3 separate regions of the Sus scrofa genome follow, and all the other regions are linked to region 3. A link is a contact called in public Hi-C data. All regions are on one chromosome and are shown on one strand. Each heading gives the region's core, a stretch centred on a gene start, on an enhancer-like site or on the middle of the called end of the contact. The rest is flanking DNA. Distances are from core to core; before and after follow the strand shown.

Region 1 (4,619 bases), core at 521-3,020, 300 kb before region 3:
GAAAAGCATGCTTCCATGATGCCTTTCTAAAGGCAAAAAGTTAAAACATTCCTACACTTGAAAATGACTGAAATATTTTAATAATCTTTCACTTCCCAGATGAGGCCAGGTGGAAGCAATATGGCAGTGTTACTGGGAATTCCTGGGGCTTGGACAAGGCTTCAGAAGGGTTCCTTCCTTGGCTCCTCTCAACCACAAAGAAAAAGTGCTTTGTTTGCTCTAAAGAGAATTCAGGAGAAATACCCGCTGTTTTACAGCAGATAAAACTACTGAGGTATGTCTCTTCTAGCTAGAAGCAAGATAATGGACAGTTATTAGACCTCTACTTCTATTATATTACCTGATAAAAACAGATGAATTAGGCTCTCTACTTCTAACATATTACCTTGATTAAAAAAAAAAAAAAAGATTGATGCTATTTTGTATGAAGTAAAGACCTCAAAGCAATTTTGGCCTTGTTTTCATATGCAGGAAGAAAAATATAGATTTTTCCCTTCTCTGTTTCTAAGGCTACAGACTCAGGGTGTGCAGTGTATGCTTTCTCAGAACTTGATGGTACACTTTTTTTGCCAGGATAATCTCATCGATTCCAAATAGAGGTCAAGCCTTCTGGATGATTAAAATGTCATATACATACTTATGCTAGTTTATTTCTTAACACCTTAACAAATTTCTTTGCTCGTGAGTCTCATTTAGTAAAGCTTCTGATTGAGCCAGTGAACTAGTGCTTGATCATTTGAGTTTGAATGTAATTAGTCTAATGCTTTCCCATATTTCTCTCCACTGACTGAGTTTAATAAAAATCTTTCTCTGCCCTTCAGATACTCTGGGTAGAAAGTTCTCTTGTTTGAGACAAGACTAGCCAGTCCTTCCAGGCCCCATGGACGCTCAGCAACTTATGAGAATGAGGTGCCCCATTTGACTGTGTCCATCTTGAATTGCCATTTCCATTATGCCATTGCTTAAAATAGATGAAGACTCAAATGAGAAAAAAAAAAAAAAATCTACTGAAAACCTTCACTGCTGATTCAACTTAACAACAGTTATTTTGTGGGTTGTGATGTCAATGTCTAATTATTATAGTCCAATTTTGCTGTCTTTTAAAATACAAGGAAAATTGTGTAAAGAGTCAGGGACCAAATATCCTACACGTGTGCAGAGGAAAGCAGAGGAGGCAGGAAGCTAAATAAAAGTTTGGTCTGTGCCCACTAAATATGGGAGAAGTGAGAAAAAGGAGAGAGACACGTTACCATCATTCACTGGTTTGTCTAGGTTTTCAAGTTCCCAGCAGAACCAGGAAAGTCATTCTATAATAAACAAATGATTTCATGGTAATGAAGTTAAAAGTTGCAAAAAAGGAGTCAAGAAACTTGTCGGTACAGTAGAAAATGGACAGAACACTGTAAACCAGGTATGATGGAAAAAATAAAAATCATTAAAAAACAAAAGAAACTCGTCGGAAATATTTGTTTGTTTCCCTGGCTACTTGGTGTTCAGGTATAATTGAATGCTGAGAATAGATCCTTTATTTCTACTTAAAGAAATGTGATCGTATTAGAAAATGTATTTCCTAGTTCTGATGCCAGTCCGTGTTCAAAATACATGATCAGAGGAAAATATACCTTTTTCTAAAATTGGCCATGCTCTGTGGCCAAACTTAAGATTTTGCTAAGCCAGTGAAAATATTCCTAAGATTGCTGTAGTGCACTTTGCCCACCACGAAGCCAGTCTTTTTAACAAGTTTTGCACAACTTTGGAGAGAGTTCACTGGAGTACAGGTGCTCAGGTGTAAACACAGGATGTGAAATCATGTCAGGAGGCCAACTGGAATTTACACTTTTTTCCCAACATAAAAAAGCAAGGAGATTTTGAGTTAGTACCAGAGCTCAGGGAAAGCTTTCCCAAGAAGATACTATCAAGCTGAAATCTAAAAGACAGATTTTCTTCAGCCTCATGATTGACCAAGGTCGAAAAGCAAGAAAGAAAACAGAATGTAAGCTGCAGCTGAATGGCTCCCAATTAATTAAATCTTGAGTGTTTTCTATGTGTACAGTATGGGCTAAGCTCTGGGGATATAACGGTGTGCCAAAACATACTCAGACATGGTCTTCGTGTCAGTTCCTCTCTATGGAGGGAGACAAACACTAACCACATTACAGAAATAAGTATAAAATCATCGATCTGTTAAATAGAACAAGATGCTAGGGAAGCATATCCAAAGGGGATTTGATCTAATTGGGGAGGCTAAGGAAGTCTTTTCTGTAGAGGTTACAACAGAGCTGTTAAATGAGTCAAATGTCTAAGGAGAGGAGAGCATAGTGTTTCAGGCAAGGGAACAGCATGTATAAAAGTTTGATGGCCCATCCTCACTAGGGAGACTTTTCTTCTCACAAAGAATGTTGTACAACTTGTGAGAGTCTGAAGAATTTTTTTCAGTTCAAATTCCAAATAAATCATGAAGTGGCTGAAAGAGTAAATTAGCCAAGGCCTTACACCGGGCATGGGCAATAGGGATGAGCATGATTTTTTTTTTTTTTTTTTTTTTTTTTAATGGCCGTACCCATGGCATATGAAAGTTTCTGGGCCAGGGATTGAATCCCAGATGCAGCTGCAACATACACCTCAGCTGAGGCAATGTCCAATCCTTTAACCCACTGTGCTGAGCTGGGGTTTGGCCCCATGTCTCCATAGTGACCTGGGCTGCTATGGTCGGATTTTTAACCCACTGAGCCATAGCAGGAACTCTGGGGGTGGGTAGGGGGGCGACATAGAAGGAGAGTGATTTTCAGGTGCATTGAGGCAGTGGACTAAGAAAGGAGGAGAGGAAATATGGAAAGCTGAACTCAGTACCATACTTAGATCTGGGAAAAAGAGGCTCTGAGCCCTGTGCTCCCACAGTATCCTCAGATCACAAGTATATACAATACATAAGCAAGAAATCATTAGAAAACTGTAAGCAGTTCTGTCAATAAACATCCACGCTCGTGACTGACATGCATTAGACTAAAGGGAAACTCTTTTCCACATCTTTGAAGCTATCTCTTGAAAATGAAAGCAATTGCATCTGAATGCTATGAAGTATTATGGGTTATGCTACCCTCAACATGAGAAAAAGAGAATGCTTCAACCATCCAGGAAGGATTTGGTCAGCAGAAACACTTAAATAAGAGAAACGATAGATTAATTAACTTGTCAAATCCTTCCCATATGAATACAATAGGTACTTGCTTTAGGAAGTTTTATTTCCCACTAGTGCTGAGCATCCATTTTCTTGCTTTTCTCCATAGAAAGCAATTCATGGTTGTGGACTTACTCCAGATATGCTCAGTATTTGCAGTTATTGTATATGATGTCTGAGGAATATTTTGCGGTATTAAACAACTCAAATTGTTCTTAAATTTGTATGCATCTATGTCTAGATGTATTATACTTAAAGTGTGATACCCAGTTGTTAACACTGGCAACTAGTTGGACATTGAATGCTAGAAATCCAAATAGTTTTCTTTTATAAAATTGTTTAATAAGATTAATTAAATTTCCAAATATTAAAATAAAAATTTCAGCAGTATTTAATTTTACTTTATAACTTGATCTTCATTATATTTTATATATATTCATTGTATTTTATAGTTTACATTTTACCTTTTAATTTTAATAATTTTGTATATTTTAGAAGAAAAATAACTATTAACACATGAAAAATTTTCATTTTACTGCATTTAAAATTTATATTTTTGATTATGATACATTGAAATTTTATATTCTATATAACATTTTACTTCTAAATCTTTTAGATCATTGAGAATGATGGATAGTGAAGAATAGAGAATTGTGATAGAAATAGAGAATTCAAGAATAGAGATTAAAAAAGAAAAAAACGAGAGTTCCCGTCGTGGTGCAGTGGTTAACGAATCCGACTAGGAACCATGAGGTTGCCGGTTCGATCCCTGCCCTTGCTCAGTGGGTTAACGATCCGGCGTTGCCTTGAGCTGTGGTGTAGGTTGCAGACGCGGCTCGGATCCCGCGTTGCTGTGGCTCTGGCGTAGGCCGGTGGCTACAGCTCCGATTCAACCCCTAGCCTGGGAACCTCCATATGCCGAGGGAGCAGCCCAAGAAATAGCAACAATAACAACAACAACAACAACAACAAAAGACAAAAGACAAAAAAAAAAAAAAAAAAAAAAAAAAAAGAAAAAGAAAAAAACATGGAACGAAAAAAGAAATAGGAAATGTTCAAAGAAGAATTCTAGTTAATCTAAAAATGAAAATATAGAAACAGTGGAAATGAGCAGATTCTGTTGAGCATAACCCTAATAGAATTTGCAAACAAGAGATTCTAAGCTCTTATTTAACTACTGATCAAAACAATGCAAATTAGGAGTTCTCCTATGGCACAGCAGGTTAAGGATCTGGCATGGTTGCTGCAGTGGCTTGGGTCACTGCTGTGGTGTGGGTTCAATCCCTGGCCCAGGAATTTCCACATGCTGTGAGTGTGGCCAGAAACAAAAAACAATGCAAATTAATAAGAATGTCATTCTCATAAAATCTACAGGTTAGGTGGGTCAGATGTAAAATCCTTGTGACTTTATACTCTATATTAAATGGGGATTTTGTTACTA
Region 2 (4,332 bases), core at 1,615-4,114, 340 kb before region 3:
TGATGGTCATTTTGCAATATATATAAATATTGTATCATTATGCTATATACCTGAAACTAATATAAGATTATATGTCAATTATATGTCAGTATGAAAAAAAAAGAGGTAACCTTGGCAGAGTGCAAAATGCTGCATAGAGGCCCTCAGACCACTCCTGAGGACTTTGGAGCAGTAGAAAGAGGAGAAGGAGAAGATGAAGCCAACAAGTGTGGGAGAGCCAAGCATTCCCATCTCTAGATATAGTTGCATTCTAAGAGCATTCCCATCTCTAGATATAGTCGCATGCTACACACTCTCAGCCTTTGTTGTTATTGGGCTTCTGAGTTGCTTCATGGGGCTTTAAAATCCCTTAGCTGAGCTTTCTTGACTTTTGCTTGTATGCCGACCCCACAGCACCAAAAGCTGTAGCATTTACATTTAAACCCATACCTGGGCCCTGGTCTCAGCTGCATTAAAACACCAGCTAAGTTGACCTCACCCTAGCTCAGAGTAGCTCTGAGTCATTTACTTTGATCTGCAAAAGGCAGGAGTGGCACACCTGTTAGTATTAAACTGTTAACCATGCTTAAGAGAAGAGGTGCAGGTAGCATTTCATCGCAGCCCCCTTTTGGAAATGGTTGTCCACGGCCAAGAGGCCTTGGTCACATCAGTGGTGTTGTACAGTGGAAGCTTCAGAGATGTGCATTTGCCTGAGCCCTGCCCCTGACCAATTAAATACGAATTATTGGGGCATGAGACATGGGGATGAATATTTTTGAAAAGCACACCAGTTAATATGCAGCCAGTGTTGAGAATAACTGGTAGTCAAAGCATCAGGCTTTGAGAGGGACAGACATGGGTGTAAAATCCAGAATTTATCACTTACTAGTTGTAAAGCCATGACCAAGTCACTTAATCTCTCTTAGCCTCAATTTCCTTTTCTGTAAAATGGGTACACCATTGTACCTTCCTCAAAGGTAGCTTTGTAGTACATAACAGATACTCAGTAAATGGTTGTTATTGAGATGATTCTAGAGCTATTCTGCCCAAATGAGAGCCATTATCTGTACGTGATTTTTAAAATGAGATAAAGTTAAAAAGTTTGTTCCTCCCATGTCCCACTATCCACATATCAAGTGCTCAGCAGCCACATGTGGCTAGTGGCTTCTTCTTTTTTTTTTTTTTACTTTTTTTGGGTCACACCTGCAGCATATGGAAATTCCCAGGCTAGGGACTGACTTGGAGCTGCAGCTGCTGGCCTGCACTGCAGCCACAACAATGTAGGATCTGAGCTGTGTCTGCGACCTACACCACAGCTCTTGGGCAACGCTAGATCCTTAACCCACTGAGCAAGGCCAGGGATCAAATCTGCATCCTCATGGATATTAGCCGGTTTTGTAACCCCTGAGCCACAACAGGAACTCTGCTAGTGGCTACTTTATTGGACTGCAGAGATGTTAAACATTTCCTACATCACAATAAGTTCTGTAGACTGGAAAATGATAGTCTCCAGGATTTGCTTCACTAAGAGCCACGTTTATTTAGAGAAAATTCATTTTTAACTCTGTTTTAGAAACCTGCTACATTTGTTTCTGTCAGGTAAAGAGCAGACCTTTTGTCTTGAGCAGAGAAGTGAAGGAAATCCAGGATCCAGCTCTTCTGTGGAGACTTTTTTTCTTGCTCCTATATACCTGTAAATGCGTTTACCTAGAAGTAAACAAACAAGTGGGAACATCTAATCGATTGTTCCAATAAGGATCTCTCTTCCCTTCCCTACCCAACAAGTTCTGAGGTCACACTTAGTATTTAGTCCATTTTTTGAGGTAGAACATTAACTTTTTCCTGCTCTATTTTTTTTACTACCATAGGCACTATTAGTGAAGTTGTGTGTGTGCGTGCACGTGCAAGTGTGTGCATGGGTGCGTGTGTGTGCAAGTGTGTTATGGCAGAAGGGGGAGGAAAGAGCACTGGGAAGGGAATCACTACATACTTGTCAGTGGAAAAGAAGGGCCGTAGATAGGATTGTTTTATGATTTTATTATCAGCAATGTTTATTTCAGGTATTTTGACATCTCTTCTACTCTAAAATTTCTTTAGTGTCATTAAAAATTTTTTTTTTAAATCTTGTTCTTTTTTTTTGTTGTTGTTGTTCTTTAGGGCACCTGTGGCACATGGGGGTTCCCAGGCTAGGGGTTTAATCAGAGCTGTTGCTGCCAGCCTACGCCAGATCCAAGCCACGTCTGCGACCTACACCACAGCTCATGGCAATGCTGGATCCTCAACCCACTGAGTGAGGCCAGGGATCGAACCCAAAACCTCATGGTTCCCAGTCAGATTTGTTAACCACTGAGCCACAACAGGATCTTGGTCTTTAGTGTCACTTTGATTTGCCTGAAGTGGGTAAGAGTTCAGGCACTAAAGTTAGACCTCACAAGTTCAAACCATGTTTTGGTGTTTAATGTTGAGTCTCCGTTTCTCTATTTATAAAATAGGATAAATGTTACTCTCTACATCTCATTGGATTATTTCAAGGATTAAATGAAAGAATATATGTAAATTTCTTAGTATAGTGACTAAAGTCAGATAGATGCTAAGTGAATTTTTAAAAATTATTTAGAGAAATGAAATGATATTTTATTGTCAGTAAACAGATGACATGATAATTTTAGCTATAGTAAGTTTAAAATACATATCTTCCTCAGGGGAGTTTTCTCTGTTTTAAAATGTAATACTCTTAGCCCCTTGTCATATCTTCTAGAGTGAGTAGGCTTCTTTGTTTCTCAAAGAACATTTATAGTTTCTGTGTTACATAAATGTTCCACTTGCACTACTGTACTTGTTTAGTTAAGCACAGGCCTGGCAGCTGGGGAAGTGTCAAAGTCTGAAGAGCAAATGTATTGTTGATTTGAATTACTCTGTGTTAAAAATTGCTAATATACCCAAGCAGTCTTACAAGCAAGGAAAGCAGTAGTTCTTAAAGGAAAAGCGATCACAGCCTGCCTCTTAAATTCACTGTATTTGTTTTGTCTTCCTGCAATGATGTTTTTGTTGGCAAAACTACTTTATTATTTTTTTAAATCTGAAAACATCGCAAGTCTTTTGGTTTTTTTAAATTATTCAGATGTTTCACACTCTTTGGTTTTGTTATGCAGTGTGACGGTGTGACATACTTGAAAGCTAACTCCCCAGGGAGTGGAAAGTGTTACCATTTATTTTTAGTAAGGAAGCTGGTATATTGGATCATATAGCTGCTTTCCCAGCTGAAATAACAGCAGATTGGTGCTGTTTGCATACTGTTAATTGCTGAAAGTTCTTAAACTAGTAAATAGGCCTGATTAACTGGAATCCAAATAGTAGCCCAAAGAGACCAGACAACTTTTGATAAGATAAATGCACTGGTAACCTTAAACATTCCCTTTGGGTTATCTGCCAATGGTATGAAGTGTTAAACTAAAAATATTTTTTTTATATTTAGAAAGAGTTTAGGGCAAATTGTTTGGGAGCAGGTTAAAGGTTTTTATGTATGATTTAGCAGACAAAAATAAGTAATTTTGGTCCTCTATCATTTGGCACATGAGAATTGAGCAGTAAAGGTGAACTAGTTCAAAGAATAAGTCCTGATTCATAAGATCACATTGTACCCTGTCGTTTCTGTTTGGGCAACTACAAACAAATATTAGTAATTCCAACAAGGGAATAATGATCTTTTATTTATTTATTTATTTACCTTTTTTACTTTTTAAAAAAGGATTTTCATTTTTTTCCCTTATAGCTGGTTTACAGTTTTCTGTCACTTTTCTACTGTACAGCAAGGTGACCCAGTCTCACATACATATATACATTCTTTTTTCTCACATTATCATGCTCTATCATGGGTGGCTAGATACAGTCCCCAGTGCTATACAGCAGGACCTCATTGCTTAAGGAATAATGATCTTTTAATAAATAAAACGAGATATAGGCTCTTATTAGGCATTTTAAATTTCAAAACTGGAGTGCTTTCTAGAATAAAACTCCACTTTTATTTTGAATTTGATATATTCATCAGAAAAACAACCCTAAAATTCCTTCCAGTTTCCAGGGTCTAGAGCATTTATATTAAAATTAAGCTTGCTTGAGATGTTTTATTTAATACATTTTAAATTATTTTAATTAAATATTGTACATGTGAACCATGTCATCCCCTTAACCCTGGGAGTGGAGCCTGGAACACAAAATAAATGACCAGAATGTGATATTGTGTCCAAAGAGTTAGGAGACAATTGCTTTTAGAGCACTACCAACTCACTTTGTGGACTTAGTTAAATATTTTAAACTCTCTGTGCCTGCTATTGATAAGGAAATTTTCTTATC
Region 3 (4,893 bases), core at 1,455-3,954:
CTCCTGTGAAAAAACTGTCATAGTAAGACCTTTATTCTTTCTGCTATTTGTCCAAAATATGCTTTACCAGATCTCTGAGGCACAATTTTTTAAATTTACTTCCATATTAGTGTTTGGGGAGAAAGCGCAGGATGTACCTCAAAGTGCACTCGATTTGGAGTTAGAAGATTCAAGTTCTAGTCCGGATTCTCTTACGAATGTCTGTGAACTTAGATCTCTCCTCTGTTAATCAAGGGGTGTGATACTCCATCCAGAAAACTGAGAATCATGTGAAAGAATGCTTTGGCAATAAAACTGGTAACAGGAGTATCAGTAAATATTTATTATACTCTAAGTATACACAAAATACCAGGCTGGGGTTAAGAGTTGTTTTGCAGAGGTTATGTGTTTACATTTGATCTTTAGAAAGTTAAATAAAAATATGTGAAAAGTTCCCATTGTGGAGCAGGGGAAATGAATCTGAGTAGTATCCACGAGGATGTGGATTCCATCTCTGGCCTCACTCAGTGGGTCAAGGATCCAGCGTTGCCGTCGGCTGTGGTGATCCAGGTTGCAGATGTGGCTTGGTGTAGGCTGGCAGCTGCAGCTCTGATTCAGCCCCTAGCCTAGGAACTTCCATAGGTCACAGGTGTGGCCCTAAAAAGAAAAAATAATAGTATTTGAAAAAAATTTGGAAAGTATTTGGGGTTTCTATTTAAATGGATTAGTTGAACCCTGATCCCATGAAAACCTGGAAATGAAACTGAGATAAAACAAATGTAAAACTTACAATGAAGTTTATAAGAGTCTATTATAATATGAAAGCAGAACACACAGACACACTTTAATTTCCCAATAAGCTCTGGTGTAAACCTCCTTTAGCCTGACTTCCTCTCCCCTATTTTCAACCAAGGGAAAAAAAAGGAAGTCTTTCATTTCATGATGTGCCCAACTATGGTGATCTCTATATGTCTGCGTAATAATGATTGATGATAGGTATAATTAATTTATTATCTTATAATGGCAATTGACTCCTGAGAATTTCTCTGAATGCTAGAGAAAGGGAAAAATGATTCAGACACCATTTATGTTCATAGTCGGATTGGGAAGAAGAAGCCACAAAGCCCAGAACAAAGCAGCAGGGAGATAAGAGGTCTGCATACCTGTGAGTCCATTTATGCTTGGAGGAGGCTGGGGACACCGGGTGAATCTCCTGTACTGCAGGGAGCCACATCTGTATACTATGCTTGCCATGTGCCTCCCAGGCTGGGTGACATTAATGCTTCCTTTGGCATCTGCCTCTTTAGATGAAAGATGATGCCAAGGTCAAATCTGGCCTGCTGTCTTAGGAGACCAGCAGCCCCAGTGGATGGACTCCTTTTCTCAGTTACATATCTAGATGGCTTTGGACATGATTTCTCATATCAAGCCATGGCTTCACCTCTCTTCAAGACTGTCTGTAACTTTCCAAACTCCTGTGGCCATTATCAGAGAGAGGTCGCTAAAAGAGTATCCCAAACCTTGTGAACAGATACAAGACATTATTACTTAAAATTCTCTCAAGATTCCATAGTTAAGGAACCCTATAAAAAATCTTTTGGGTGTCTCAGTCTACTTAGAATTCTTGTTGGAGGCATAACTAGGAAGGTAAGTCTTGAAATGAGAAATGAAGAGAGTAAATAGACTTTACTAATAGTGTCCATATATTTTTTGTTATCTTTTTTTTTTTTTTTGCTTTTTAGGGCCACACTTATGACATATGGAAGTTCCCAGGCTAGGGGTCAAATCAGAGCTGTAGCTGCTGGCCTACACCACAGCTACAGCGATGCCAGATCCAAGCCACACCTGCGACCTACACCACAGCTCATGGCAAAACCAGATCCTTAACCCACTGAGTGAGGCCAGGAATCAAACCTGCACCCTCATGGATGCCAGTAAGATTTGTCTCCACTGAGCCATGACGGGAACTCCAACAGTGTCCATATTTTTCTTCCTGAAAGTTGTGGCCCAACTAGACCATAATCACTAAGAAACTCTCAGCATGACCTTCCATATGTTAGGTGGAAAACCCTAAAACAAACAAAAATATAAAAACCAGGATGGAGTTTTATCCTGCTCTCATATTTTAAATGCATTTTGAAGTTCAGTTTCAAATATTGTTTATGTGAGGATCTTTGCTCTGATTTGCGACTTAATCACCCTATGCTATTGTCTCTACCCTCATCAGGCTTTGCTTTACTAATTATTCTCCTCTTCCCTTTCTTCTTCCTCCTTAGTCCTGGTTCACTCTATAAAAGAGAGCTTTAAATTCACTGGGCTGTGGTCACAGTAGAGGTAACTCATGAGCCCTAACAATGTATTTAGATAATGAAATGTGTTGAACCCTGAGTCTGAAGGAGGCAAAGCTGTTCGTATGGCTTCTCTCACAAAGAAAACTGCTCTGAGATTCAGTCTAAAGAGACTGAATTTTCAATATGTAGAAAGATGATTTTGGTGGATGGGCTTGCTGCCCTTCCCAAGGGAGACCCTATTCTCATCCTAGAGGTGATCCTGGCAGGAGGGTGCCTTATGAGCAGGGGATGCCCTGCCCTGAGGCCAGGGTAACTGGAAATGCAGCAGAACATCCTGTTCCTGGGAGAACTTCTGCCTGGTTGTTTATGCTCTAGATACTTGGCTCCTGGAGTTCTTGTGCAGATCTTTGGACCTTGGCAAGGCCATTTGTGTTTCTGTCTTGATGCATGTGCTATCCTGGCTCTGGTTTTGGGTGCCGTGTGGCAGGGAGGCTGAGCAGGCTGCCACACCATTCACTTGCCCATGGGCCCTCTGCTAAGTTTCAGAAGCAGCAATAGAACATGCACTTAACTTGGAAATAAAAACTATTACTTGAGCAAAAAAGTAGCAGAGTTCCTGCTGTAGTGCAGGGAATTAAGGATCTGGTGTTGTCTATGAGGGAGCACAGGTTTGATCCCTGAGCTGGCAACAGTGGGTTAAGGATCCAGCATTGCCACAGCTGTGGGCATAGGTCATAGCTGCGACTGGGATTTGATCCCTGGCCCTGAAACTTCCATATGGTGAAGAAAGAAAGAAAAAAAAAGTAACAAAGCATCTTCCCTAATTCTTGCTTAAATAATGAGGGTCCAGGTCTCTGGCTTTAATGGTGATTTTTAGGGTTTTTGACTATTGCCAGATATCAATATTTTTAGCTCTATAACTTGATTTGAATAGTATCAGAACACAATTGGAGGCTTTTTGCCAAGTGAGGATAGTAACATATGACCTAAGAAAATTTTTCAAGCAGCTTGGTGCCTTGGTATTTTAACTGTAAAAATGGAACCAAAATACAATGCTTAACCAAAAGCAATACAGCTAACAAAACCTTCCTTTCTGGGGTTTTGGGAAGGATACAAGGTAGTTATCATGAAGTATGTGAAGTCTCCTGGAAGGAGGACACATTTTAAATACAAGATATTACTATCACTAATTCTTGGTCATGACATTGCACACTATAAATGGGACATGAAAGAGTGGGTGAGTTAAATGATGAGGCTAAAACCACCGTGTTCTGGGGAAAACCCAGAAGAGAGAGCTGCAGATTTGTTTCATCAAGAGACACAGCTATATCTGGGCAAAGCCCCAGAGTTTAAAATGACGAGGACCCTTGACATAAACCCTGAAGTCACAGGAATGTAGACAATAATGCAGCGACACTGGTGCAGGGCACGTGGAGTCTTGTCTTTGAAGGAGAGCGGAGGTGAGTCCTGCTCAGATGAGACTCTTCTGTAATTGATTTGCTGGCTCAGGGAGCAGGTACTCTGGGAATTGCCCCGGAGTCCTGATGGAGGCTGGTGGAGAGGCTGCAGGTGGAAAGGGACAAAATGCCTTTAGCTCTGCATGGTGGGATCCTATCTTCATCCCCCAGACAGTTAAAGTCTTGCCTGAACTCATGGCCTTTCAACCAGGAAAGCATCAGAGGAAGACGTTATGGCAATCAGTTTTGAAATGGAAAAAGATGACTGGGCACGACTTTGTAAGCAGTCAGTATGAAAAGCAAGAAGGAAACTCAGCCAAGCAATGTCTTTGCTGTTTGCCTCAGGGTTATATTTTGCAACACATAATGGCTGCTATTAAACCAGGACACAGTATTATCTAATTTGTGCCGTTGTCTTCCTAGGATCTGGAACATTTTCTGCAGGAGCCCACCTTTATCTCTAGGAGACTCTGGCAAATAATTCCCGTTCAACTCAGGTCTTTCTGTAGAAGGAGCTTGATGCCAAAGCAGCTGGCTCCTCCCCTCATCTCTCTCTGGTGCTTAACATGCTTTTCGTCTTTGTTCTAAGTTGTACTAGTCTGGTTCAATTTTTATTTCGGTTAATTTTTAATGAGTTAGTAACTCAATGGTCCTGGCTTTGAATCTCTTGAACGTGGGTTGTTAGTAAGGTTTGAATCAGGTCATGGCTCTGAAATCCAGTAACATTCAGGATGTGTTTATTGACCTGTGTGGCTATTGGATCCCAGAAGGAGAAATAGCCAAAGAGTAGATCTAGTCAGAGCCACTTTGGTTGCCAAGAGAGTTCTAGTTGCATAAGCTCTGCCCTCACTGAAGCATTCACACTTCAAAGGAGGGTGTTACTACCCCCATTTTCTTATCACTTACTTTACAAGAAACTTTTACATCTTCGAAACCAGTAAGCATGTCAGATTTGGTCCAAGCGGTACAAAGTAAATGCTATGGTGACTTTCTAATTAGAAATGAACTAACATTAGAGCTATAACTCTAAATGCTGAACCTTATGCAGAATGATAATAGAATTAACTGAGTAGTCAGTAATTTGCATCCAAAAGTTACCATCATCACATATGCTGAGGGAAGCATTAGTGAGTATACCTGAGATGCATTTGCACAGAAAAAAAATA

What was found. Hi-C and Micro-C count contacts between places; a contact is called where the count stands out from the background.
Region 1: a Hi-C map of liver shows a contact between it and region 3, with 2.3 times the contacts expected there. The contact joins two enhancer-like sites. A contact is called at or near these places in 4 of 47 Hi-C or Micro-C datasets (embryonic fibroblasts, liver and skeletal muscle) and 1 of 2 datasets of contacts at active chromatin or transcription factors (alveolar macrophages).
Region 2: a contact with region 3 is called in a Hi-C map of liver, with 8 times the contacts expected there. The contact joins two enhancer-like sites. A contact is called at or near these places in 2 of 47 Hi-C or Micro-C datasets (both in liver) and 1 of 2 datasets of contacts at active chromatin or transcription factors (alveolar macrophages).

Annotation. Positions count from the first base shown.
Region 1 is chr2:102,661,876-102,666,494 of Sscrofa11.1, forward strand. The region is part of intron 3 of LOC106508433 (a long non-coding RNA gene); the gene reads left to right. Among named protein-coding and RNA genes, the nearest start is that of ELL2, 73 kb to the left of the region's middle. Within about 2 kb of position 1,771, at least 6 of the 83 cell types and tissues checked have an H3K27ac peak or open chromatin away from gene starts, as enhancers often do. A contact at or near this core is called in liver, where this site is marked.
Region 2 is chr2:102,620,582-102,624,913 of Sscrofa11.1, forward strand. All of the region lies in intron 3 of LOC106508433 (a long non-coding RNA gene), which reads left to right. Among named protein-coding and RNA genes, the nearest start is that of ELL2, 31 kb to the left of the region's middle. Within about 2 kb of position 2,865, at least 9 of the 83 cell types and tissues checked have an H3K27ac peak or open chromatin away from gene starts, as enhancers often do. A contact at or near this core is called in liver, where this site is marked.
Region 3 is chr2:102,962,672-102,967,564 of Sscrofa11.1, forward strand. All of the region lies in intron 6 of LOC106508433 (a long non-coding RNA gene), which reads left to right. Among named protein-coding and RNA genes, the nearest start is that of PCSK1, 86 kb to the right of the region's middle. Within about 2 kb of position 2,705, at least 3 of the 83 cell types and tissues checked have an H3K27ac peak or open chromatin away from gene starts, as enhancers often do. A contact at or near this core is called in liver, where this site is marked.